3 separate regions of the Mus musculus genome follow, and all the other regions are linked to region 2. A link is a contact called in public Hi-C and promoter capture Hi-C data. All regions are on one chromosome and are shown on one strand. The core of a region is the stretch at or near the end of the contact, and the rest is flanking DNA. Distances in the headings are between cores, read along the strand shown. Region 1 holds the start of Bmt2 (base methyltransferase of 25S rRNA 2). Region 2 holds the start of Tes (testis derived transcript). Region 3 holds the start of 2610001J05Rik (RIKEN cDNA 2610001J05 gene).

Region 1 (4,221 bases), core at 68-2,567, 3.4 Mb after region 2:
GGCATTTGTGATGTGAGAGAGCCTGGAGGCCAGCATGCACTTCGCTATGCTGTTAGGTTCCACAGATAACAAATTATCCCTTCTGAGAATGGTAAAAGAAATGGCTCCCTTTAGCAGAAAGGAATCAGCTTCAACAATTCCTGAGGAATGTGGCTTTTTGTCTAACCCCCAGAATTTGTGGAAACAGCGTTTCCTTTGGACCCAACAGTGACATAAAGAGAATGTTACTAATATTACCAAGACATTGATCTGAAAGTTTCAATGCAACAATGTCTATACAATGTCTATACAATGTGATGTAACCAATAGCTGTAAAGTGCACAATCAGATACAAGTCATTCCCAGGTCTGCCTGATGCACTACCAGCAGCCTAGGTAAGTACTAGTACAGAGCGAATGCAGTCTCTTTTTGGAGATTGGGCTTCCATCTTTCTTAAACAAGTCGGCAATCACATACCCTTAATAGTGTTACACACAAATGAAAGAAGTTGGAAAGGGGGAGCCATTTACTGAATTTTGCATGGACTAGTGGACTAACTGTCCAAAATATGAGAGACCACCTGAGCAGACTTTTCTGTGGGTTCTGAGATGACCTACAATCAATGCAAGTTTTCCAGTAACCCATTCTTATGGTCATTACAGAAGTTCTACAGGGAGACAATATGGCCTTTTGGTGTTTTAACTTGTCCCACACCTCCTACTATTTTTTTTTTTTTTTATCTTTCTTTCCCGCAATTCATTGTCTTTCGTGTAGCAGCAGTATGCCAAGCATTAACCTGGGTTAGCTAAGAGAATTACATCGGGATTTGGTAGTTTGACCTCTCCTTGACCCCGATGAAGGCTTTCAAGTTTGGACTCCTTGAAATGTAAAACCCTGCGTAGCAGCCAAGTCTTCAAAGGGTATTTAGCTGAAGGGAATTGTAGAGGTGCAACAGGGTGCAGAGGGAACTCAGGTGGACGACCGCGTCCTGTGGCAGCATCACCCAAACTCCCAGCGGCCTAGGAAGTTGGGAGACGTGCCAAAGCTGGACCATACAATGAAGCTCAAACTAGGCAAATAACTCTGGGGCGCAAGCGCACCCCATACCACAGGCCTCCTCCCCTAGGCAGCCCCGGCTCCTCCGCACAGCATCCGGGGCGTGGCCTGGCGAGGAGCCCAGTGCTTTCTCCGCCTCCTTCAGCTGCTCCTTCCCAAACAACCCGGTGCGCCGCCGCTGCCCTTTGCCCATTGGTCCGCGGCCCTTTCCATTTCCACCCAGCCCTCCGCAGTTCACCAATCACCTTGCGCTATTGGGAAGACACCGCCCCCGAGGCCTTAGCTGTGGCTCCTCGGCCTCCTCCGGTTGCTGCCTCTGCTGCTGCCTCCTCTTCCCCACCTCCTCCGTCCGGGGAGAGACCGCGGGGCCCGAGGGGCGGCGGCGGCAGCGGCAGCGGCGGCGGCGGCAGCGCTATGGAGCCGGGGCCGGGTGGCCGAGGCGCAGCGCGCGGACAGCGGCCCCCGAACGCCGCGCAGCCCCGGGAGCAGGAGCGGAAGCTGGAGCAGGAGAAGCTGTCCGGGGTGGTGAAGAGCGTTCATCGGCGGCTCCGCAAGAAGTACCGCGAAGGTAAACAGGCATCGGGGGAGGGGAGGCGCGTCCCCCGGCTGGGTCAGCTCTTTTCAGCCCCACAGGCCACCATTGACACACACGGGGGCGGCACGTCTGCCCAGGCCGCGATCGGCCGGCCGGCCTCCTGCGGTCGGCTCCCGGAGCCCTAATGGGCAGTCGCCACCCGCCTAGGCCCTGTCCCCAGCGGTGGGCTGAGACCACTGTCACCGAGCCGCCGCTCAGAGGGAGGGAGGGGCTTTCAGGTAAGACCCGAAGAGGGGTGGGGGTGGGGGTGACTCCACCGAGAGACTGGCAGGAGCGAAGCTGCCCCTCGCTCTTCTGCGCTGGACCAGCCTGTTGTTCAGCCCGCTTGGCAACAGCCCCTCTTCCTCTTCGCTCCTTGGCAAGGCCGTGCCGAGGCCTCCCCTGCCTGGGCATCCAGGGCTGCGAAGTCAGCAGGCCCAGCGGAGGATCTCAAGGTGCTTCGCCTGCCGTGTTTCACTGGGGAGAGGGTGGCAGGTAGCTCCCCTCCACCGCAGCTCCATCTTCAAGTTTGTGGAGACAGTCCAGGAAGAGATCTGGGGCAGGTTCTTAAGAGACTGTGCAGGTTTGAAGAGTCTCTAAGCACAGAGACTCTGAAAGATGCCGGTGCCTTCGAAGCTGGCCAGAGGTGCAGACCCCGCTCTTCCATGGGGGCAGCTTTTCGTCTGGCGCATATGCCGGAACAGTGTCTATAGTTGAATTTTATGAATTATCCTGGCATTTTGTAAATGGGGGCTCTCAAACAAAGCAACTTTATAAGATTCGGAAGGTGACACTTTGCATTATTCTTCATGTGTTCAGGAAAAAAATTCTCATAAAGTGTTAAAATGGGCTACTTTCAGCAGATTTTTCTTTAGCTTAATTGCAAAATGAAAACTCAGCAGCGTTCTAATGTCAGTCTTTTAACTAGTTAATAATTTAGGTTAAAAGAGAAATTATGACAGTGAAGGAACAAAGACTTGTGAGATCATGTCACTTTTCAGTTATGCACACTTTTCAATTACTCTGAAAGTTCAGTCAAGTCTATCTTCCTTTGAGTGTCGTTGATGCATTTTATTCTTAACACTATTCAAAGTTCTTTCCTTGACAACTTAGCCCTGGCTTTTAATAGAGGCCATTTGATATCCCCAAAGATGGCTAATAGCTATTGTTTGATAGGTACTAATAGAAGAACCTTGGCAAGCATATTAAGGTATTGAATTTTTTTTTATTGAAGATACTTTAATTCCCAACCTCAATTCAATAAAATGAGTGGTTACCATAGCAACAGTTGCATCATTCTTGATAGTCACAAAATGCACTTACATAATGCCATTCTCTAGTGGTTTTTATGTTGTTTGAAGAAATGAAGAAATAAGTGGACCCACTTTTCTTCAATTTATCATGCCATTTTGTACAAATTTTCTGTGCATCTTTTAAAAGAAAATGACTAGTATGTAATTCAGTTTCTATTCTTAACCTTTTTGTAATAATTTCATTGTTATTCATTTATTCATAAACGAATAGGTTCCACTTAACACACTGCTAATGTGTCATTATCTCTTTAAGCTGCTGTTTATGCATGCTTAGTCTCACATGTTTAAACATGTCCTTACGCCCAAATTCTAACTAGGGGAACACTTGGTTCATAATGAGGATTGATACTTAGAAATTACCAGAATGGAGAGCAATTCAGTAGTTCAGAAACAAATGATCTGATGTGACTTGGGCAGGTAGAGATTTCCTGATAGTCTAAGAATTTGAATGAAGCAATTCTTTTGGCATTTTAATGCCCTGAATTCCATCAATGATTTAGATGTTTTATTTTGAAGGCATAGTATTGTACCGATGGTCTTCAGTCATAAATGTATTCTATAAGCTCATAACAGTTTTCTTATTAGGGAATGCAGTAAATTCTCACTTAAAATATTGGAATGTAAGCCATAATTTTCACTAATGGTTCTCAAGCATGGCTGATCTTTTTACATTCTCTGCATTTTTATCTCAGATCTACAGTCTTTGTATCTTCCTTAGGAACAGGAAATGTACTAGCCAGATTTAGTGCATATTCCAAATTTAATTTAATTAAGATCAAAGTAACTTTCATGAAGATGAAGTAGTTGACCATTAGTGCATACTATTTTATGGGAAATAGAGTGTCCATCTCATCTCTTATCCTAATATTGTTGGCATAGATGTTAGAATATAAAAGAACGTGAAGATAAGGAAGTAACAGTAAAAGTTGAGAAAGGAAAAAGGATATAAATTGACGGGTAGGGGCTGTCTATGGGAGTGGAGCAATAGGGAGTATAGTTTTCTCAGGGATATACTGGTAATGAATAGACTGGGGCAGAATGAAAGGGAAAACAGCAGTTACTGAAAAGTAAGAATACAAGTAAAGCTAAAGAATGTAGGGTAGAATAAAGTCTTCCTTGTCTACATCTCTGACATTGGATTGGAAATGCAATAGAGAGAAAAATGAAAACAGGCCCTTCCTGCTGTGGTGGGTTTTTCCCTCCATTGTTGTGATCTGTCCGACTGGTGAGAGTTGACGATGATGAGCGGGCTTGGTTGGGGAAAGGGAGCTGTGTTACGGAGGTGAGTCCGTCTGTTTA
Region 2 (3,843 bases), core at 94-2,593:
AACTCAGTAAGTTCAGTGTGTGTTCATCAACAGAAGACTACACAGCACATCCGCTGCTTTCTAAGTGGCAAGCACAGGTAACCAAAACACACGTTAAAAGAATAAATATCAAACAGGAAGAGACTAGAAAGAATCTTCTATTTCCTGTTCTTCCCTTCCCTTCTGAGTGTTGATTTTAATCAGAAGAGACCAAGGAACTGTTTCCTAGGTTCAAATTTTTATTTATCAACAGCTTCCTAAACCTCATACCATATATTTGCATACGATTTGAAACCTTCAATTCTGGCACAAAATAGAAATTCCCTTTTAGAAGATGAACCTGCAACTGCAAAGCCGCAGAAGAAAGTTTCCTCAACTTGGCTTTCTTACTGTGCACAACTTCCTTCCTTATTTGAAAAATGACCAACTAACTTAAATTCACTTGAAAGAAAACAGGCGCAATTCCCGAGAACAAGACCTTTAAGGTCGAAAGTTACAATAGAATGTGACGTCAGCATTCTTTTGAGTCATAGTCTGGTCCCCACCTCTTTCTCCCAGGCGACCTGAGAGACCTAATCTCGGAGCTCCTCAGGTAGGGCCTTTATAGCCTGGACACCAGGAGCAGCCAGGAGGGTGCTCCGCAGGCGGGGCCGCTGAGCACCTGCAATGACCGCTGTTTGTGCCTGGCTGCCAAACGGCATTTTCTTTTGAGAATTAACTCCGCAAGAAGGAGACAGTGTTTTGGCACTCAAGCCATAAGTGAAACACATACACATCCCCCAAAAGTCATCACTTCAGAAGTTATCAGCAGGCGCGGGTGTGAAGGAAGTGTCACCAGTCAGCAGCCACTTTAGAGCGCCTGGGGCAGCCAGACTGCAGGGGAGGAGGATGTCAAAGCCACATCACTGAATCACACAGGCTCCCCAGAGCGCTGCTTCCCCAGGCAGGAAGCGGTGTCAGCCACCACCTCGCCTAAGACTTCGCCCAGGGCTTGGGGGAAGGCGTGGCCGAAAGGTTTTCCGAAAAGTTTCAGGCGCAGAGACAGCGAGTTGCAGGGTCCCGCTCCGCAGCGACAGTCACCCAAGGGATCGGGGTCCGGGGAGTCATCCTCCAGCCGCACCCACCGGGTCTGGTCCCGGAACCCGGACCAGCTCCCGCGCTCAGGTGAGGCGACCACGCCCGTCGCCCGCCCCACTCACCTTCTTCATTTTGGTTTCCAGGTCCATACTGGGCGTCGGAGGGGCTCAGTCCCGCGTCCGCGATCTCCGCTGCGGGAACTCCGGCGCCGCTGCCGCTGCTACTCAGCATGGGCACTCGAACTTCCGCAGCCCGGTTCGGCAGCGGCTGGGACCTGGAACAAAGAGGCCCTGGCAGCCAATGGCAGCGGGGCAGTGCCGGGTAGCGGCCAATCAGCGCGCGCCGCACGCACCTTCGCAGCCAGAGCGTGCCGCTAGCAAGGTGAGGGGCGGGGCCGCGAGGGGCGGGGCCCTGCGGAGTTCCCTGGGCGCACCGACTTAGTTTCTTCAAAGCCTTGCACCCACTGGACTTCTGTGGGGCCATCCTTTCCTCCAGCTGAAGAGCAGACCCATACCTTTACATTTCGGTAGTTGTACTTGTGTGTCCGAGGACTTTTCAAGCAGGCCAAGAGGAGTGAGTGACCCTCCCAGTACCAACTTCTTGGCTGATTTCAGAGACAAAAAGAAGTCATGGAGCTCCTTGGGCATCCCAGAGATGAGCACGGGCCCTGGTTTCACTATTGAATGGTGGAGATGTCCATTTCTCCAATGCTTTCTCTAGAGTCCTGTGCACTTCCAAGGAAGCTTCTCTCACATCGTTGATGCCCATCAAGACTACCACTATATTGTTTTGTGAGCACTCAACACTAAAAAGCAACGGGAGGCTCACAGCAACTACTGCAGAAGTAAGTGGTGTCCTTGTTTGGGAAACAGGGTTCCCTTTTTGGACCTACTAAGTGGGAAAAAGGCGAGCTGCTCTTGCTTCTCGTGAAGTCTAGTTTCAAACTGCGGTCTCACAGAAGCCTGGGCCACCAAGAACCCATTCTATCTTTTCTTTCAATAGCTATTGCGGAAAGAACCTCATCTTGGATTGTTGGGGCGTGGAGGACCCTAGGGATTAATTTACTTCATACATCTTGCAAGGATCTGTAGGCCCCGAAGTACAGGCACCTCTCAGATACAACATATTGGGAACAGAGCTTGAGTCCCAGTAAATTGGGGGGACAGGGGGTGTGAGTTAATTATGCATCTATGTGTGAGCATGCCTACTTTTGAGAGCAGGTTCACTTAGAGCCCAGAATAAGTAGAATCTTCTGAGGTTGGAGTTCCAGGCCGCCGTGAGGCCCCTGCCTTGGGGGATGGGAACTGAAATCAAGTCCTCTGCAAGAGCAGCAGGAGCTTTTAACAACAGAACCATCTCTCTAGCCCGAAGTAATTTTATTCAGTTCCTACTACATAGAAATTGTTGATGGCTAGGTATCTGGTGATCTCCTAGTCCAGCGTCTACATATGCATATGTATATATGTTTTCCTCTATATGCACGTGATATTAAAAATAAAATCTCCATATAATGCAGATACTTGGGTCGAGATGTTTCATTTTACGTCTGGACATTTGGTAACTAAAGCACTTCAAAATACACTTTAGCCAACACTTTATATACTGTTGTACTTGATAACTTGTTAATACTGCTTAACAGAGCATTGGTTTAACATGTGTATGTTTTCAGTATCCAGCTAACAATGATCAAAATAGCTTGTTATAGTTTTTGCTTTACATTAAATTGGAATAAAGTATTCTAAGGCATTTTCCCAAATCACCCCACAGACTTGGGTCTACAGAGTCTGCCCAGTGTGGGTGTTAATGCACTCTGATGAGATCTGGTAACATTTCTGCTTTTCCAGAAAGCTTAACAGAGAGATGTCCCGGAAATCTGTCTAAAATAGCCATAAAGCAAATGTTGTGACATAAGCCTGGGGCCCTTTGTTTGTGAAAGAGAAGAGATGACACCAAGAAAAATGATATGGAAGTGTTAGTGTTTGGGTTTTTGTGTGTTTTGTTTTGTTTTTCCATCAATTTTTGTCTTCCTCCTTTTCTTCCTTGCAAGCCTTCCCAATATTGGAATTCAGTGGTTTCTAACTGGAGTTTCCATCTTGCCGATTATAGATTATTGCCAACCATTTGTGGATAATTTATAGAAATTGAAACAGGGTAGATCAATGTTAGGAGAACTGGACTGAAATCTTTTATCAAGTGGTTAAGTGTTAGACAGCAGAGGTGTCAGGAGCTAGAACTTGCCCAGTTTGATGACTGGAGTCAATGATAGATGAGTAGACAGATGCAGGCATTTCTGGTGTCATCATCTCTGGTAGATTTAGGGGGAAAAGGAATCTATGGGACAGGGCAGAGTTTTATATAGCTGTGCATTTGTCACTGCAGATATGGACAGGTAACAGGTATGGTTTTGAATATATTGGACTTGAAACTGGGATGCTGAAACACATTTAGAGATTAGGCCTATGTTGGAATGGTGACTTGGGGAAGTTAGCTTCCCACCTGGATTAATTAAAAGTCATGAGTGGCATCAAGAACAGCTTAGAGGATGGTAAACTAGAAGATCTGGATGACAACCAGTAAGCCAGGCTGAACAGGACCAGCACGGACAGCTAAAAAGCCAGTCAAAGGAGGCGAGAAGACCAGGGTGAAAGAATCAAAGCCATGTATCAAAGAGAGGAACTTTGGGGAGGAAGGGTTAGCCACCGCCTGAAATACGAGAGAAGGATCCGGTGTGAGGCGCACTTAGCAGAAGCCATTGATGCTTTTGGAGGGTGCATCGTTGGTGAATTG
Region 3 (3,964 bases), core at 1,304-3,803, 3.2 Mb after region 2:
TGGCTGATTGGGAAATTTACTTTCAACTGCTGAGATCAGTGGCTTCCACAGTATTCTTTGTCCCTATCACTGGCTAACAGGAGTCTTTATTTTAGTGGAAATGCCATTAACTTAGATTTCTGAATTGAGAAACTAAATTCTGGATTCTGTATCTCAAAATGTTTAGTGTAGTCATCTAGGTGGCCTCAATGAATATATTTTACAAATCTGGGCAGAGAAAATAAGTATAAAGCATTATATTTAGGATCTTGTTTTAGATTCAATTGCATCTTATACTCTCACAGAAGTCTTATTATTAATAAGAAAGATTTTTATATTTTATTATAGGAAAAATTTTTGATAATCAACTTTGAATGAAGATTCAAAATAACATATTAAGCATCTTCATAAATTTGTCCAAAAGCAAACTTCTTGCTTGTAAGATACTTTGTACTATGAACAGAAAAAGTAACAACAGTAATACCATCCTGTATTGTACTACCCTTATTCATTCATTTACAAGATATCTACTAAGTATCTAGCATACAGGGTACTGTTCTACTAGGTGAAAAATCAACCATGAACGAGATGAAAATATTTCTACCTCACATAGAATTTCTACTTGAATGTGTTTATCTACATAATATAATAGTAGAGTGTGTTAATTTTGTGTTTTTGTTTTAACTAAGATGGAAAGGGAAGCTTGAACAAAGCTCTAAACCCTGGATGATGCTAAGAATAACTATGACAAATCTGTCGGAAAGTATTACTGGCAGAGAAAACAGCAAGAGCAAAATGTCAATAGAGGAAAACAAATTAGCTTTTGTATTAAACAGTCGAGCATTAAATGTGCATGGAATGGAAAGAGTATGTGAGTGGTGGAACCCCCTCAGAGGTAAGGAGAGTAGTTCTGAGATTTGCATCTTGACAAGTAACCTGAAAGTTTGTCTAGTATGGTGGAACCGTTGTTTTAAAGTAAAGGAATAAATTACTATTAAAAGAAAAACAGACTAGTTAGAATAGAATGAGGAAAAAATAGAATTATAATAGCCTCTAACCTAAAAGTGCTGTTGTAAAAGCATTTCCTTGGATTTCCAATACGGAGAGAACCTAATTAGCAAAATGCAACAGATTTCAGTTTAAAACTATATTTGAGCCCAAAATATCCCTACACCAATTTGTACCACGGTTTTACAGATAGACCAAGTCATTAGTTAATTTCTAACTACAATAATTGAAAAGATGAACATTTTTACCATGCATAGACTCTGCAAACTTAAAGCTTAAGCAAGACACTTTACAGACTCAGGAACAGAAAAGTGTACAAGCACTAACTTTAGTCTGCAGACTTCCACTAGCTGAAACAAATACATAAGGAAAAATAAAACCTCCCAAATGAAAACACTGGAATGTAGGAGGATATTTTGGAAGTCATAAAAGCAAGAGGTCCTATTCCAAAACTAATTGATAGGAAAGATACAAAGCCAAAAGCAACATAAGACAAGTGCAATTAGAGTGAATTTGTTAAAATAATTAACTTTAGAAAAACAACACTGTCAATCTATCAGACACAACTTGCTTTAATGTGTTCACCACCTCTGTGAAGCTCCTGTAAAATCTTGGCACATTTATTTCATCAAATTATTGTTCCTAGCTAATGTCGCTGAAGTTCCTGCCAAACGTCTTTTGGGAAGCAGAAGTATAAATCATTACCGTCAGAGAGATACAACTGTGTTTAAAAGGAGAACCAACAACACAAGAATACAAGCTGATTATAGACACTCAACTGAGTGTGCCCACAGTATTCGCATGATTTTTATCAGGACAAGTCCGGGCACCTCTAACTCAGCACCGTGAGTAACTTACAATGAGAAGATGACAAATTGTCAGTAAGTATGAAAGTGCTCGGGCCAGAAGGAACATTTAGTATGGATATCCCAGGTAACAAGACTTCAAGAACTTTTCAAAGTTAATGCTTACAGATGCATGTGAATAATACTTATAATGGTTTTGAGTACTAAACTTGGCATCTTAAAATATTGGGAGGCTGTGGAGAGTGAACATTCTGAAAAAGACAAGAATTCGAATCGGAAAAGATCTGTGTATAGGGCTGAAACCATATTTTCTAAACCTGATTTGCACCACAAATGATTCAATATTTTCCAAACTTTCTGATTAAATGTGCTTATTTTCCCCGTTAGTTTTAAAAAATTAGCAAATGTCATTAGGCACATTTGGAAAATGATAACGGGGATTTTCTGCTGCAGAAATGTTGGAAGGCCCCAGGTTTGAAACATTCCCAAACAGATGGCTTCCCTCAGCTACCCTCTCCCACGGTTACTTCCTTATTTCAGAGTACTAACAAGACATATTCATGCGGCTAGAATTCCTTTACAGGGCAGAAAACACGTATTGTTGTTTCGTTAGTCCTACGAATTCACTAAACCTTTTCTTGAACACTCACCCTCTCTTTAACAGTAAAACCAGAGGGCAAACTTGTGAAACCCGAACAACAAGCAGCCTGTGGTCTATCCCTCAGTCAGGGATCCCAGAGCGCGCTGTGCATGACGGGAGTAGGCAGCAGGGCTTGTGGGAAATGTAGTCTGGCGACACCGCCCTGCTCTCCATTCCTGTAATGGCTGCTTTCGGTCCGGTAAGGTACAAACTCCGCTCCCGGGGATTCCAGGATTGATTCTCCTAGTGTACTTGCACAACCCAACAAATTTGCACCCTCCCAGGGCGAAGGAATTCCAGATCTTTATGTTAGATCTTGGGATGAATTTGCTTCTCGGCTTGGTTTCATTTAGCAATCTGTGTGTGAGAACTAACTTTAAATCTAGTAGTCTCTTTTTGAAGGAACTGTTAGGGAGTGTTTTCTGTACTCGTTACCAATTTCTGTCCTTGCTGTTCGTTTCTCACTGACTCTAGCTTCCTCTTTAAAATAGGCTGTGTCACGAGTAACCTCTTAGCCTCAGCATCCGGAAGTTCCAAAGAGAATATTTCACGTTGGGTAGAATTACTTATACCCTTGTTTCGGTAAGTCTTATTAATTCCTTACAACTTCACAGAGTCACGTGTTGTGTTGAATTTTCTAGATAAGAGACATGCTAATAAAATGTGACTTTTACCTGTTAGGGTATTTTATTTGGCAAGTATCTTATGCATTTTTCCCTCTCTTTTCTAATGATAACCTAAAATGACTGTCTTTAGTTTTGTCATCTTAAACTGACATCTGAAATGATTCACAAATTCCAGTCTAAAAGATTGTTTTATATTAATATTGTCATTCAAAAAAAAAAAAATAAGGCTTTTTTTTTTAACAGTTTCTTTTGTTCGGTGTTTAACTTCTAGGCAAGTTCAGCCCTCCAGATCCTAGCATCATGAATTCAGTTTCAACGCAATTGATCTTAGTCCTCGCTTCGCTGCTTTTGATCCTGCCTGTTGTTGAAGCAGTGGAAGCTGGAGACGCGATTGCACTCTTATTAGGTGTGGTTCTCAGCATTACCGGCATCTGTGCTTGCTTGGGGATATACGCAAGAAAGCGAAATGGACAGATGTGACTCTGAAGGACTCTTCTGAATTAGACTGCACCCTGACCAGTGTGCTGAAAACCATTGTTCTGTTGAGGCCGACCCCAAGATTTGATCTCTCCCGTTCTCAGCAAGAGGGTTACAGTTAGCTGAGAGTTAACACTCTCAGTTAAGAGATGCTTTCACGTTCATACTTGTTTCTTCTACAATGGGGGCAGATGGGAGTGGAGGGCAGATGGGAGTGGAGGGCGGCTCTTAACAACAAAGAGTGCACTAATAATGTGGCCCATAACTTGTATTTGCTGCTTGGGAAGGGGCCAAAGTGAGAGGGCTTAAGTTTGCAAAAGTATTATTTCATACTTTCAAGTTGTCAGAGCACATGGAATTGGAAGATGGAAGTATTTGTTCAGAATCTAGTAAATCTATATTGTTATAATCACTGCCTCTTGCATTCT

What was found. Promoter capture Hi-C pulls out the DNA fragments that hold promoters and counts their contacts. A called contact is a pair of places that touch in the nucleus more often than the background predicts.
Region 1: a contact with region 2 is called in a Hi-C map of B cells, with 6 read pairs. The contact joins the promoter of Bmt2 here to the promoter of Tes in region 2. A contact is called at or near these places in 3 of 484 Hi-C or Micro-C datasets (B cells, CD4 T cells and CD8 T cells).
Region 3: a promoter capture Hi-C map of pre-B cells shows a contact between it and region 2, with 4 times the contacts expected there. The contact joins the promoter of 2610001J05Rik here to the promoter of Tes in region 2. A contact is called at or near these places in 1 of 39 promoter capture datasets (pre-B cells) and 1 of 484 Hi-C or Micro-C datasets (CD4 T cells).

The regions. Positions count from the first base shown.
Region 1 is chr6:13,675,062-13,679,282 of GRCm38.p6, reverse strand. It overlaps Bmt2 (base methyltransferase of 25S rRNA 2), which reads left to right and starts at 1,317. Exons shown (of 5, transcript NM_175312.4): 1 at 1,317-1,603. The coding sequence starts at 1,450.
Region 2 is chr6:17,062,649-17,066,491 of GRCm38.p6, reverse strand. It overlaps Tes (testis derived transcript), which reads right to left and starts at 1,343. Exons shown (of 7, transcript NM_207176.3): 1 at 1,179-1,343. The coding sequence starts at 1,205. Gm15473 (predicted gene 15473) reads left to right here and starts at 905. Exons shown (of 2, transcript NR_167659.1): 1 at 905-1,900.
Region 3 is chr6:13,870,107-13,874,070 of GRCm38.p6, reverse strand. 2610001J05Rik (RIKEN cDNA 2610001J05 gene) reads left to right here and starts at 2,553. Exons shown (of 3, transcript NM_001352887.1): 1 at 2,553-2,632; 2 at 2,925-3,015; 3 at 3,331-3,964. The coding sequence starts at 3,360. The coding sequence ends at 3,539. It overlaps 1110019D14Rik (RIKEN cDNA 1110019D14 gene), which reads right to left and starts at 2,502. Exons shown (of 3, transcript NR_045995.1): 1 at 2,444-2,502.